2 separate regions of the Zea mays genome follow, and region 2 is linked to region 1. The links are chromatin contacts, called in public Hi-C maps. All regions are on one chromosome and are shown on one strand. The core of a region is the stretch at or near the end of the contact, and the rest is flanking DNA. Distances in the headings are between cores, read along the strand shown.

Region 1 (7,285 bases), core at 3,475-5,974:
TGTCAAAATGCTTGTCTATTGGAGAGATTGAACCAAGCTCTAACGATTCTGCTTCTTTCTTACTTGGGGACAAGAATCCTTGCCTCAGCTGAATATTTTCTGATGAAGTAAGTCGCTGGAAAAGCTGGACTGCAGCATCCCCAGTTGGATCTAGCCAGTCCACATTGCTGAACATCTCTTGAACCTTTGCAAATGCTTCAACTGGTAAACCCCCCTTCTCTCCTATACCTGCCACCTCCATGGGACCTAACTGATTGGCAGTGTCCATTTCTGAAAGAAGAACCTTTAACCAGAAGACAAAACAAATTATCGACTTTTGCATAACTTCTAGATAAAAAAACACTGATTCACTGCAACAAATACATACCTCAGCTCTGAATTCCTTCGGGAATCGATCTTTGGCATCCCACAATATATCGATTTCATCACGGTTTAACATCAGAATGTTAGATCTGATAAAGGCTGTATTGAACATGACTCGGAACATCATCTCTTCTCGTTCTTGATCAACATCAATGCTAATGCATTCAAGGACAACATCACCTTGAATATGGCAATGGATGTCAATCTTAATCAGTTCACAGTCTGCCTGGGTAACAGAAGTAAACTTTAATGACTATTACAACATTGAGAGAGCCATGGCGTGCCAGATGAGAAAATCTAAAGAATAACTCAGCAAATATATGTGTTCTCACTCTGCATGCCAGATACAAAACAATGAATTTGCTAATTCTGGAAGCAGAAAGTGGTATAAAAAACTAACCTTCTTGTAAAGCCTAACATATTTGCTCCTTTTTGGTGTTGCAAACAGCACCTTAGGTGTGTTATTTGTAGCAGGTAAAGGATCCTGTCCATAAATACGGAATATTGGTCTACATCCTCCCTCTTCATTGAAGCCTGGAATGTTTCTTAGTATAACACAGTCTAAAGTAAGGGCCCGGTCCTGAGGTGGCCACTCTGAACTCACGTTCCTCCGAGATATGTAATGTAAGTATCTTATCTGAGAAGGCATAGGATTCAATGGTGACCACAACTGAACCAGTTCATGAGGAGCTTGCCTGTAAATCATTTCCAGTGTCCTCTGCTCACCAATGAACTGCTTTCTATACAACAGCAGTCCTGCTAACATGAATGCAAGTACAGCCCAGCCACCACGCTCACAATGCATTATTAGGACATTTTGCTGGCCCAGAGAGAGCCAACTCTCCCCTGACCTCAAGTAATGATGAATCATTTCTATTGTAAGGAGAGGGCATCCCTCGTATTGTCTGGGGTAGTCCATAACTACCATATCATAACTTGATAATATATTCGCCAGTAAACTTTGACTGTCTCCATCCCGAAAGTTGAAGACCATAAATGAAGCATCAGCGAAGTGGCTCTGAAGTTGTGCAACAATGTCACCAATATAATCCCGGTATTTATCATCATCGAAGACATCAGTTGTGAAGCAAGAATCGAACACTACAAATGCACAATACAGGGACAAAAAAAACATTTTAGCAGGAAGCCAATAACACTTCACCAAATCAATTTTGAAATCGAGTCTTGTAACATCATCTGCACAAATCTCAACGCACTTTGGAGGGCTAATGTGCTGGATCTACTCACATGTACGACTGTACGAGTGGATTCATATTTTCCCCATAAATCTTGACACAATAATAGGAAACAATAGCGTTCACAAAACAAAGGAATATAGTGAAGAGCAACAGAAACAGACACAACTATAATCCAGATGTTATACAGTATACATTGCAAATTAAACTTCAAAATGAAACAAAATGCACACATAACAAGTCATTGCTATGTTTAATAATACTTGAACCAACAGGTCGACAGAATACAAAAAAGTAGAGAACAAAATCAGCTGCAATTTGCTTTAGAAAAAAATATATCAGTACAAAAAATATAACTGGGCTTCTATCTGTATTCCTTTTCACAGTGAAGTTTTGCTAGTTGCAAGCATGTTGAACATAAAAAGGGCTAGTTAGTAAGCCATACAAAAAAATGGACATACCAACATTTTACTGATTGTTACAATTAGCAGGCCCTGGCTCATGCTTATTCTAGTACTCAGTCAAGAGCACCAGATCTGTACTGCCCTTCTTGGAAACTTTATTTCTTTTTGTGTGTGATTCTTATTGTTTGTCCCTCTGACATTTGTGACAAGTGAATGATGTTTCTTAATTAGAATAACTAATTTTTATTTCAAATAATATATATTTATTCCATGTCAAATTATCTAATGTTGTCAGATACTCATATTGGACTTCATTGCCACAAAATTTCACAAAGATGGACTTGTGTTGGTCTCAAAAGCATATGAAATCTCCTACAGGACAACTTTTGGTTACACAAAAACTTTCCATGTGCCCAAATGTGTCAAAAAATTAAAGTAAATGTAAGTGACTGTCTTTGAGATCACAGGCATGCCTTGATACAAGATTTGGGTCCACTTCATCATGGTATATGACAAGACAGTGAAACTTTGTCATGGGACACTGGAAACCACTTGTGCTGCAACAATGACGGAATAGTAAACAAAGATGCATTGCAGACCTCTCTTACTAAGTAACAAATGTACAGAATCCACTCCATAACAAATTCCACTTGTGCTGCAACAATGACGGAATAGTAAACAAAGATGCCTTGCAAATCTCTCTTACTAAGTAACAAATGGACAGAATCCACTCTTTTACAAATTCCAATCTAACAATATCACTCATCAGATGTTTCATCAACTACAGAAAGGGCATGTCAGGTTGGCACAATGGCTAGCTGCCCTGCCCCAGAAATTAGACTTTATTAGGTCATCATTTTGAGGTCCATTGACCTGTAGGGTCAAGTAAACCTATTCACCCCGCTGTCATACTTTGCCCATCAGTTCCTTTGTGCCGGCACCGCCTCATTCTCTAGTTCCACATCACAGCCTTTCACACCAATCTCTCTGAAGCAGATTGTGTCTGCATGCGATGGTGGAGCACCCCGACAAGCAGCAGATGGTTGTGGCCATGAAGACCCTAGAGGAGCTGCAGTGGGCACATACAGCTGGATACCGTGGTACGGGGCAATTGCGCGCAGCGCGTGGAGCACCCTCGACAAGTGGTAGATGGGTGCAGGGACAGAACACCTCACCTAGCCAGGCTGCAGATCCGTGTGTGGCTACGTTGGTGCACATAGCTCCATGTAATTTATTGAGCAGCAGTGCAGCACTGTTTGATACATCTCTTATCTCTCTAATTTTCTCTCATCAATTAAACTGTGTTTCAATGATGTATTGATGTGCGATTTTAATAGGTTTGTGAAGCATTCAATTATTCAGTCATTAATCTAGTTTGCATGGAGCACAGGGCTGCAAGGTGATGCCAAGCACCACAGCAGCTCCGCCTCTTGTATGAATGCTCAACCCATAATGTCCACTTGGCCATCGAGTCAAACAAAGTTAATATAATCCTCTGCACAGTGCATGGATCGCTGGATCAACTCCAGTTTGCTCCATGGTTGAACCACGTCCACCCTTAAGCGGTTACGCCAGTCTCGGTGGGGGTTTCCTGTCCCAGTTTCCAAGGCTTCCATGTGTTGGAAACATTGTGGAAGGGTTTCATCCCCACAACTCATTTTACACCATGGAACTTTGATCTTCTATCTCTTCATCAGCACTGTGACATGGCAGTATATTTGCTACATTGATATCTTACTTAATGGTACTTATAAAACTCTCATGACCGCCCCCCCCCCCCCCCCCCCCCCTCCCTGTTCTGAGATTGGCCTTAGAAATCCAAAACAAAAGAAGTAATGCCTTGTAAGCAAACCTCAATACACTGAACCATATTGCACACGGCACTGCAAGTAACAACACTGTAGACAAACAGTTGTCCTCCGAAACAATTCCAGAAATTATGGCTTAGAAGGTAAAAAAAAATTGTGACTCAATATTACAGCACGTTCGCTGAAGTAGTGTTGCTAAAGGTCGATGGTCGCTGAAATTTCCTCAGTCTGATCTCAACACGGTCTCTCACCAGAAGGAAGTAAAGACGTTTGCACGACAAACCAATAAGGGGAAAAAACAAACACCGAAACATTTCCAGTAACGCCGCATTGCCCCGACACATTTACCACGGCATTCGACAATGGAAACGCAAATCAGACCACCACGCAGAGAGCATTCCCCTGCGAATAGACACTGGCATTGACAAGGTCACAAGGTGGAGGGATTGGACGGGGTAAACGCACCATAGACGCGTTCGGTGATCTCAAGGAGCCCATCGGGCGGCTTGCGGTAGAAGAACTTGCGGAAGAGCGCCATGCCGCGTCTCCCGGATCCGGCACCCGCGCGGCCCTACCACCACGAGCCTCGTCGCGCCGACAACGCCATGGATCCCCGTCCTGGCACAAAGCACGGCACAACACAATGCGGAGTTGCCGCGGCGTGAAGGTAAAGGAATCGCGAATGCAGGTGCGCGCGGGTCTGGCGCCTGTGGCTGGCGCACGACGTTGCTTCGACCCAGCGCTAGGGTTTGCAGCCTTCCGCCCCTTGTCCTCTTCTTCGCCTCCCGTGCTTTGGTGTGAAGAGGAACGGAGAGAGTTTTTTTTTTGTGTCTGTGCGCGTTTCTTTAATGGTGTTTTAGGTGGGGCGTTTGATCTTTCGGAGTGAGCTAGATTGGGCGAGATTGTGTTTGTTGCCTTGTGTCCCTGTTGCACTCGAGAGGAAGCGACGCAGCTGTCCTTTTTCCGTTTCTACTTTTCGACTTTTTTATTTTCTATTGTGCTGCAACGTGGCAGTTTACCGTTAAGTGTCGAGGGGGCAACGTTCCGGCTAGAGCTTTGGCTACTAGCTGTCCAGTGTCTCTAGTCGCTCTCGCACGCTGACACTAATACAAGCCTTCTCACGTCTGACAACAAATATAAGGATATGCATAGGTGTACATTTAGGTCAGGCTAGATGGATCGATCTGAAGCACGAAAAAAAAGCATGGCTCAGGCACGGCACGATCCGAAATATTTTAATGCTGGCCGGCACGGCCCGATATATCGGGTCGGGTTTAGGCTAAGGTCGCGGCCCATGGGCGGGCACGAGCACGGTCCGTTTAAGGTAGGCACGAAATGGCCTATATAGAGACACGAAAAGGCTCATATATTTATTAAAACCACACTTTATTCCACACTTTTTAGCTAGAGATAATGCTAGTTAGATGTTTTTTGTAGCTTTGAATTAGAGTATGTGATGTAATTTTACTTTGGTTATGAACATTAGATAATGAATTGAACTTGCGAACTTTGTATAAAGCTGATTATACTCTTTTTTCTTCTAACAAAATGATTTGTAAACGAGGTAGTCATTGCATAGCTCTGGTAACTTAATACAAATATTATGTTTGCTTTTGGTCAAATTTATTTGTCTTATCTTTTATTTGTTTTATTAAATTTGTTTTGAATTTAGGGCTCTGATGTGAATTCTGGGCCCTCATGTGAATTTTGGGCCAAAAACTGAATTTCCGGCCAAAAATTGAATTTCGGACCTTGATGTGAATTTCGGGCCAAAAATTGAATTTCGGGCTTTTATAATTCCGGGCCACCCGAAATGAGTCCGGCACGTTTAAGCAATTATGTGTCGGGCGTGGGCCGAGGGCTAGGCCCATGGGCTGGGCCGGCCTGAAATTCAAACAATACGAGCCTTTTCGGGCTTGGGCCTTGCCGGGCTGGGCGGCCCGAATGTACACCTGGATATGTACAACACAACAGAGACTCGATCCCCAATTTCTCGCGATAAATTTTTCCATTAAAATTAGTTTTGTGGCCAAGAAAAATGGATGAAATCTATGGGAAAGAAATCTCCTTGCTATTGCTTCCACATGAATTCTCTCTATTTCCCTGGTCACTAATTAGCCTTTAGGGGATGAGTGTAGAAGTTTCTTCCCCCGCAGAAATGTAAATAGAAAAAATTTCTCCTTCGACGGATAAATGGGGATGGGAAGCATTCCTCATCCGTGTTCCCGCTGGGACCCATTAAACTAGTATATGACGATGTTTCGTGTAATACTTAATGTTAAAAATTAATATTTACCTTGTCAAGATATCACTCATTGTACAAATGTGTTAATTTTGATGTACATATAATAATTTCTTATATCTAACAACATTTTATAAGTGACAATGGTTTGCATTAATAACAAAGAGTGTTTGTCCTAATTATAATTTAAATAGGGACGGGGATCCTCGTCAGGGATTTATCCCGACGGGAAACAAGGATTGGGAGGAAATATCCCTCGCTAGCATTTGTGGGGATCCCGTGGAAAAATCTTTTCGTCGTGGGGATGGGGATGTGGAGCTATTCCCCGACAAGGAATTCCCATTGCCATCCTTAGTACTACCTCCGTTCTTGAATATTCATCGCTCGTTAGTTCATTTTTGAATTAAACTGCGACAAATAAAAAAGAACAGAGGGAGTACTACCTAGAGCTCTTGGAACGGTTTTTTAAGTACAAAGACACCTAAGAGCAAGTTTAATAATATAACATGTAGCAGGCTTTATAATATTGGCATGTCACATATAGTCAATTAAAAGCATACTCATATTGTGGGGGATATATATCCCTCGGGTCATCAAGGCATGAACTTGCTTCGCAGGTCGCCTGAAATGCCCCCGGTAAGGCTAAAAGTCGCCTAGAGGGGGGTGGATAGGCGAAATCTGAAAATTATAACTTTACACCCCAACTCGATCCCTTGATTAGTGGTTAGAACAAGATACACAATTATCGGAGTATAAAAACTAAGTCCTTTGCTTGTAAGGAGTATTGCTTTCAAATAATGCGGAATTGATAAATCAATACAACTAATAGGATAATAGAGAATAAAGCAAGAGGGCTTAGATAAGAAGAGCAATAACACAAGTTCTTTCTTGCAAGGCGTTGCTTCACAAGATGAGATTTTAACTCGAAGCAATACCAAATAATATTAGCAAAGAATAATGCAAGAGAACTTGGAAAGGGAGAAAACAAACAAATCACAAGCAATAAACACAATAGACATGGGTGATTTGTTTTACCGAGGTTCGGCCCTCGAAGGCCTAGTCCCCGTTGAGGAGTCCACTAAGGACAGGTCTCTTTCAACCATTTCCCTCTCTCTACCGATCCCCAAGACCGGAGAGCTCTTCTTCTTCTCAAGGATCACTTAAGACCCCGCAAGGATCACCACACACTTAGGTGTCTCTTGCTAGCTTTACAAGCCTCCAAAACTTTGGAGGAAGTTCAAAGGGAGTCAAAACTCCACGCACAAATGAACG
Region 2 (7,011 bases), core at 4,083-6,582, 430 kb after region 1:
CTTCGAGGAATCGACGGTCAAGCTTCGTCGACCAAATGACCCAGCTCTTCGAGTTCTACAAGGCTGAAGATCCTGAGCATCTATTTGGTGAAGACAAGTGTCCTCTGACCTATTATGTCCCATTTACTTTATATTTCATCAACCTGCATACCATGATCAACCTAAGAATTGACTAGCTTTGTATTTACCTTGTCCTTGATTACCTTTTGGGTTATTATGGTTAGCTTCATGCTATTGCTTTACTTTAATCAATGAACATGATGTGAACACTTATGATACGATGTTGTCATTATGATTATGATGTTGGACTGGTGATACTTTAGGGGACTCGAGCTGTTTCTCGAGTGCCTCTCTGTAAGGACTGGTTCGTTGGATGACCGCCTGGGACAACAGTGCAACCATGAGGGTGGAATGAGACGCCCTTAGCTGAATAATTAAAGGAACTATGGTGTAGTTCGCTTCACCGTCGTGTCGTTAATGGGACTCAGTGTATGCGGCTCGCTCTGCCAAGGTTGGTTCTCCCCTTGGGGAGGAGTGCGGTGCATTTAGGAAACCTAACGGGTGGCTACAGCCTCAGGGAATCTATGTAAAGGCTTCATAGTGAATCTCTGGCCATTCACCTTGGGAGTGAATAAGGGTCTTGCAAGCCCGGGCTAGAAAGGGAATCACGACTTGTGGGTAAAGTGCGCAACCTCTGCAGAGTGTTATGAAACTGATATATCAGCCGTGCTCGCGGTTATGAGCGGCTAAGGGAGCTCCATTGATTAGAGACACATTGATCAGAGATACTTTGTGTACAGATGAGGAGGAGGATAATGTTGGTTTCTATTATGATTATGATTATGGTTTCTGGTATTCTTTCCGTTTGGAAAGAATACTTTTGGGTTAACAACTTGGGTTAATGTTAAAACCTGGCTCTCTACTAGTAATAATTACATGATCAACTAAAAGCAACTGCTTGACCTTAACTCCACACAAAGCTAGTCCACTACAGCCAAACGGGGCATTTGCTGAGTACGTTGATGTGTACTCACCCTTGCTTTCACAAAACACCAGGTTGCCTTTGGTGCAATCTATGCTCAGGTAAAGAAGAAGGTGTCGAGGCGGATCTCCAGGAGTTCTAGGATTTCGATGAGTTCGAGGATTAGGCTAGTGGCCTCTCCCAGTCAGCTGCCTGTGGTGGGTTTATTTACGTTGGCTACGTTTCAATTCTGTGTACTTTGATTTATATTATGTAAATGACTCTAGTCTTTAATATCATTACTTACTCTTTCTTGTAATTCGAAGCATTGTGCTATGATGAGTCATTTATGTAATCGCTGTGTACGTGAATTTCTGATCCTGACACGTACATGGTTCGCATTCGGTTTACCTTCTAAAACCGGGTGTGACAATCCTTGCACACCTTCTTCGCATTTTTCTCTAATACTCCGTCTGCATGCTCTTGAGCCTCAGGTTCCACACGATAGCGTCTCTGTCCAACATCGAAAATAAAGTTAGTTTGGAACAAATCATAAAATGTTAGTGTGAAACATTACTCTTACCCAAAAGTCGTGCTTGACGGCACCTTAAGTTGTTCCATATGATGCATGTGGAGCTAGTGCGAAGTGCGACCAGCTAGTGCAAGAAACCACCACACCTTTCGAGTCGGTCACAATTCCTGGATTATGTAGACAATACATGTTACCTAATACTTGATTAACATGTCTATGGTGACCTCGACCGTCGAAAGACGTGTCATCCCATTGGCTACATGACAAAAAACAAGGAAGTCGTGTCATATATATAGTGTACAATAAAATAAACAAATAAGTAAGAACAAAGTGGCCAAACATGAGTACCTATCACCAATCGAGATGATCAGTACCCGAGCTTCGGATTGTGCAGGCGCTGACAGAGGTAGGACAAAGTGGCCCTTCCGAGTGCCCCTCCTTTGTTTTTTTCAAAATGCATGCAGGTGTGTATGACAGCTTCAGCAACATTACATTCTTGGTGCATGACATCAATGTTGTGCACAAGAATCAATGACGGCATATAAGGGAGCTCCCACAGACCACATATATGTGTCTAGTTGTAGTCCACTCTGAATCCTTCGTAATTGTCCCCCTTTTCATTTAGGACAAGGTTGTTCAGCTGAGCATATATTTCTGCTGCGTTCAGATGTTTAGGCGGTCCTTTGGTGACCACGATGTTCTTTATAAAGTTTTTCTTATCGCTCCTAAAGGGGTGTTTCTTGGGCAACCAACATCGATGACAATTGAAGTAAGTGATCTTTTCACCATGAGCAAGACAGAATCAATCTGCATCTGAACCGCAATATGGACATGTCAATCTACCATGTGTACTCCAACCAGTAAAAATAGCATACACCATGAAGTCATGCACCGACCACAAATACGCAACTTGAAGTTTGAATATCTGTTTTTTAAAAACATTGTATGCTTCATTTCCTTTCCAAAGCTCCTTCAACTCTTCAATCAAGGGTTTTAACATGACATTGAGTTTCTTTTCAGGATAGTCTGGGCCAGGAATGATTAAGCAAAGAAATATAAATTCATATTTCATACAAAGAGAAGCTGGAAGGTTGTATGAAATAACAAAGACGGGTCAACATGAGTATGATGATGCCATTTGACCAAAAGGTGTGAAGCCATCGGTCGCGAGGCCGATTCGAACATTCCTCGGATCAACTGCAAAGTCTGGATCAAACGTGTCGAGAGCCTTCCAAGCATCCCCATCTGAAGGGTGCACGATCAGCTCATCGTTCTCATGGACACCTTCTTTGTGCCATCGCATGTGCATAGCGGTTTTTAGATAGAAACAACTGTTTCACTCGAGGAGTTAGTGGCAAGTAGTGAAGCTGCTTATGTGCAACATCTGTCATCACCTTGTCATACTCATCATTAACAACTTCCACAAATCTAGATTGTCCACATTTCAGACATTTTCTCTCTCCCGCATGTTCCTTCATGAAAATCATACAATTATTTTTGTACACATCAATCTTTTCATAATCCACCCCGAGACCTTTGATAATTGTCTTTGAATGGTACATGTCTTTAGGCAACTTATTGAGCTTTGGCAGCACATCTTCTAATAACTTTAAAATCTCATTATAACAGTTGTTCGAGAAAAAAATACTTGGACTTAATGGCCATGAGCCAGGTCACAAAAGCGAGTGGCGTGGAAGGATCCTTGGAGCTTAGGTTCAACTTTGGATGTAGTGAATCTAGCATCTCATACATCGCATCATCGCCAGCCCAATCATTGTTCTCCTCTTCTACATTTGGGTTGAGTACTACCTCACCATGATGTTCCCACACATCATATTTAGGCATAAATCCAAACTGATAAAGATCTAGGCTAACTCTTTCCTTATTAAGGAACATACTGTTTTCGTGCCGCCTACAAGGGCATCTGACAATGTCGGTTAATGACAAGGAGAATACGTGGTCCACAAAATCTTTGGTCTTGGCTACCCAATCATCAGAATGACATCCATTCCTATTGCAGTCATTATACATCCATGCACGATCTTCAGCCATGCCTGAGACTGTTAAACCGGACCATATCGTGAAAACATTATTCAACTTCGTCAAGGGTATCGGTCCTACATGTATAAGCAAGGATAGGTTCTAAACCCACAAGCTAGCTAGCAGGACCCGAATAAAATTTCGGCAGCATAATCTCGCTGCCACTAAACAATATATTACTTATATATAAAATAAAGAAAGATACACTATTAATCAAATCAAACTAAGTACCACATACCACTAATAATGCAACTGTACTACGTACCAATATAATGTACTTATAAAACTAATAATATAATAGTACCATATATTAATACGTAATTAATGCCACAAATACAATATGCCCATAATCTCTAAACCACATGTACCACTAATACATTAATGAAATCGAACTAAATAATAATACTAATCACACACTAATCAAACAAACACAATTACAAAAATAAACTAATTTCGGCAGTAATTAAATAACGGCCGCTGAAAATATGGAATAAAATATGCAAAAAATAATTTAATTAACCTCTTGGTGAAGGGAGGGGCAGGGGCGGCGTGGCGGTACGCGGGGCTAGGGCGGGCGTGGCGGCGCAGCTCTGGGTGTGGGCGCGGCGGCGGTGAGAAAGAGAGAACAGAGAATGAGAAAGAAGCTCGACCGATGCAGTTTAAAATCCGTTATTTTCGGCGGGGCGCGACTGAGCTATTTTCGGCGGTCGTGTCAGTGGCCGCCGAAAATAACGCTATTTTTGGCGGCCCAGGGAGCCGCCGAAAATAAATCGTTATTTTCGGCGGCCACGCCCTGGCCGTCAAAAATTACAGTGGCCACCGAAAATGATGTACAGTGCTGTTGTAAGTGTAGCTTACTAGAATTTTTTTAGAGGCTTGTATAGAGTAAACTAGTGCTAATGCAAGTAGTCTGAGTCTCTACATAGTCCATTCATCATTCTCTAGCCATCTAGATTCTTTTTTATTATATATGTTCACATCTTGGTAGCCTAATATATAAAGAGACTCATGTTTAAACCGAGGATTGGATTTTACGCGCATAGAGAGATTACTAATTGATTATTCTAAGAGATAAAGAAGTAGTTAGCCTGTACAACCTCTCTTGCATGCATCACATGATGAACTCCATATTATATATCATGGTTTTAATACATTTTTACCATCTTACGTAATCTTGTGCCGCGCAAATGGTTTGCTATGGCTTCACTCTTCTCTTCTGCGTGTGAAGCGCAACCGCTTAAAAGCATATAAACCATCTTCTCGGGCATATAGATTTCTTAATGACAATCTCGCATTGTTTATTGCCTCACATGGTGACACACAGCTCTTACATTTGTCCTTATACTCACGGTGCAGTGCACTACTACTGTAACCCCATGGTCTGGAAAACAGCAACGCAACCTTTCTGCCTTGGAACAGCAAGCTATACAGCGCTATATAACAAACTTGCACAATAATATGCTACATTTCTGAAAGCAAACTCCGCTTATCTTCGCGTTAAGGAATGGTATTACACTTAAAATGACAAAATATCACACTTTAGAACCCCACGCCTTTACCTAAAAAAAAGTTGATTGATACAAGAACAAATGTTTACAGCTTGTTACACCTCCCATCAAGCAAAGAAATGGAATCTTTTATTTTATGTACACGTGTACGGGTAGCTATTGTTTATAAATTGCAGAAGACACCTCAACATGATGGATAATTGTATACGCAAAACTACTTTCCTCGAATTCCCCATTCTATAAATTCCAGTTAAACTTAATTCGTAAGATCAATCATAATTCTCGAGTTGCAAACCATGGACATGGCTTTGGCGTCTAAAGCCTCCCCTCCGCCATGGAATGCCACCGCCGCCGAGCAGCCAATTCCAAAGCGTGACAAAGCCGCTGCAAATGATTCAACATACCTCAATCCTCAAGCTCATGATGTAAGTTCTATTTTTATTTGGCCTTAACAGTACTGTTATAGTGTTAGGAACTCATATCCTCCTAATAACCTTTTCTACGTATCAGCTGTGAGTACATGAGTGATCTTCTTCCTCTTGCACGTGCCATCAACATCATGTCAAGCGAGATCATTTGCCACGATATTACTGAAAGTAGAGTTAAAATCGCACAGCCACACGAGCAGTCTGACCACCACCCCTTCCCGGCCGGACCGTGTGTCAGTGTGGAGATGGCCACTCACTCACCGATCTCGCTTCCACCTCCACGCCAGAGGCAACGGGCTCCCCGCCGTGAGCTCTTCGGCCACGCGGGCGTCTTGCCTCCCTCGTCCTTCCTCACCGCAGGAGGATGGCCGCGATAGCCTCAGCTTCGCCCAGGACCCTGATCCCTCCGCGGCCGCGCCACCACGGCGCCGCGCCCTCCCCATCCACCTCCGACGTCTCCTCGCTCCGACTCCTCCGCGCGCACCCGCGCCACGTCCGACGCAGCCGCGGAGTGTCCATCTCGATGCCCGTGGCGCGGAGCCGGTCGTTCGTCTTCTCCCCGCGCGCGGTGGCTGACTCCAAGAGCTCCCAGACCTGCCTGGACCCCGACGCCAGCACGGTATGCCCCGCCGCCCGCCGCCTGCACGGGGAATGCGGAGGGTTCTCTTGGAGCGCCTGGCCGTCTCTCGCCTGGCCTTGCCTCTGGTCCGTCGGGTCGCGCCTCCGAGGCGCATTTGCCGTTCTCCGTGGGAAATTGGGACGCGCGCGGAAAAGATTGTTTTTTTTTGTAAAAAAAAACTTTATATGAATAACGCGTTGCTCATCTTGATGCGTAAATTGGCGGCTGGGTTTGTCGCCTTTCCATGCGCACGTTTCGTAGTTGCTGCTTAGACAGTATTTTCTTTTTGTATGTACTAGGTACCGATGAATGTGGCAATTTTATGATGCCACTTGTTGTGAGGCTCATGTTGTTAAATATGATTCCTTGTAGTAGGCTAGTAGCCAATAAGAATTTGATGAAGATGGTGTCAGTGTTGTAGTTGTGGGTATTGGATCATTATTTATGGTTTAATCGTCTATTCTTCCCATACAAATATAATACTTATTAGTTTTTGGATCTGATGCAGAAACTATAATGGCCATTTGCTATTATCCTTGACTCGAGTGGCCTGCGTTGTTTGAACTTGCCCCGTCTTTTGAATTTTGTATTTTGAATTTGTCATAATGCAGAGATTATGTTATTGGTTTCCGTGGAGCTAATAATTTTTCAGTTTCAGAGCTGTCCTTGTCCTTCTGTGGTGCCCATTAGTTTACTCACTCTTGGCTGTATACAATAACACACATTTGTTGTTGGTTCAGAGTGTTCTTGGAATCATTCTGGGAGGTGGTGCTGGGACTAGATTGTACCCCTTGACAAAGAAGCGTGCCAAGCCTGCAGTGCCATTGGGTGCCAACTATAGACTGATTGATATTCCTGTCAGCAATTGTCTCAACAGCAACATATCCAAGATCTATGTGCTAACGCAATTTAACTCTGCTTCC

Evidence for each region. A called contact is a pair of places that touch in the nucleus more often than the background predicts.
Region 2: a contact with region 1 is called in a Hi-C map of tassel, with 2.4 times the contacts expected there. The contact joins the promoter of LOC541902 here to the promoter of LOC103653301 in region 1. A contact is called at or near these places in 2 of 25 Hi-C or Micro-C datasets (ear and tassel).

The regions. Positions count from the first base shown.
Region 1 is chr4:61,144,982-61,152,266 of Zm-B73-REFERENCE-NAM-5.0, forward strand. LOC103653301 (formin-like protein 6) reads right to left here and starts at 4,725. Exons shown (of 18, transcript XM_008680239.2): 1 at 4,237-4,725; 2 at 764-1,464; 3 at 368-589; 4 at 1-283. The coding sequence starts at 4,309.
Region 2 is chr4:61,573,188-61,580,198 of Zm-B73-REFERENCE-NAM-5.0, forward strand. LOC541902 (Glucose-1-phosphate adenylyltransferase) reads left to right here and starts at 5,333. Exons shown (of 10, transcript NM_001111568.2): 1 at 5,333-5,466; 2 at 6,829-7,011. The coding sequence starts at 5,338.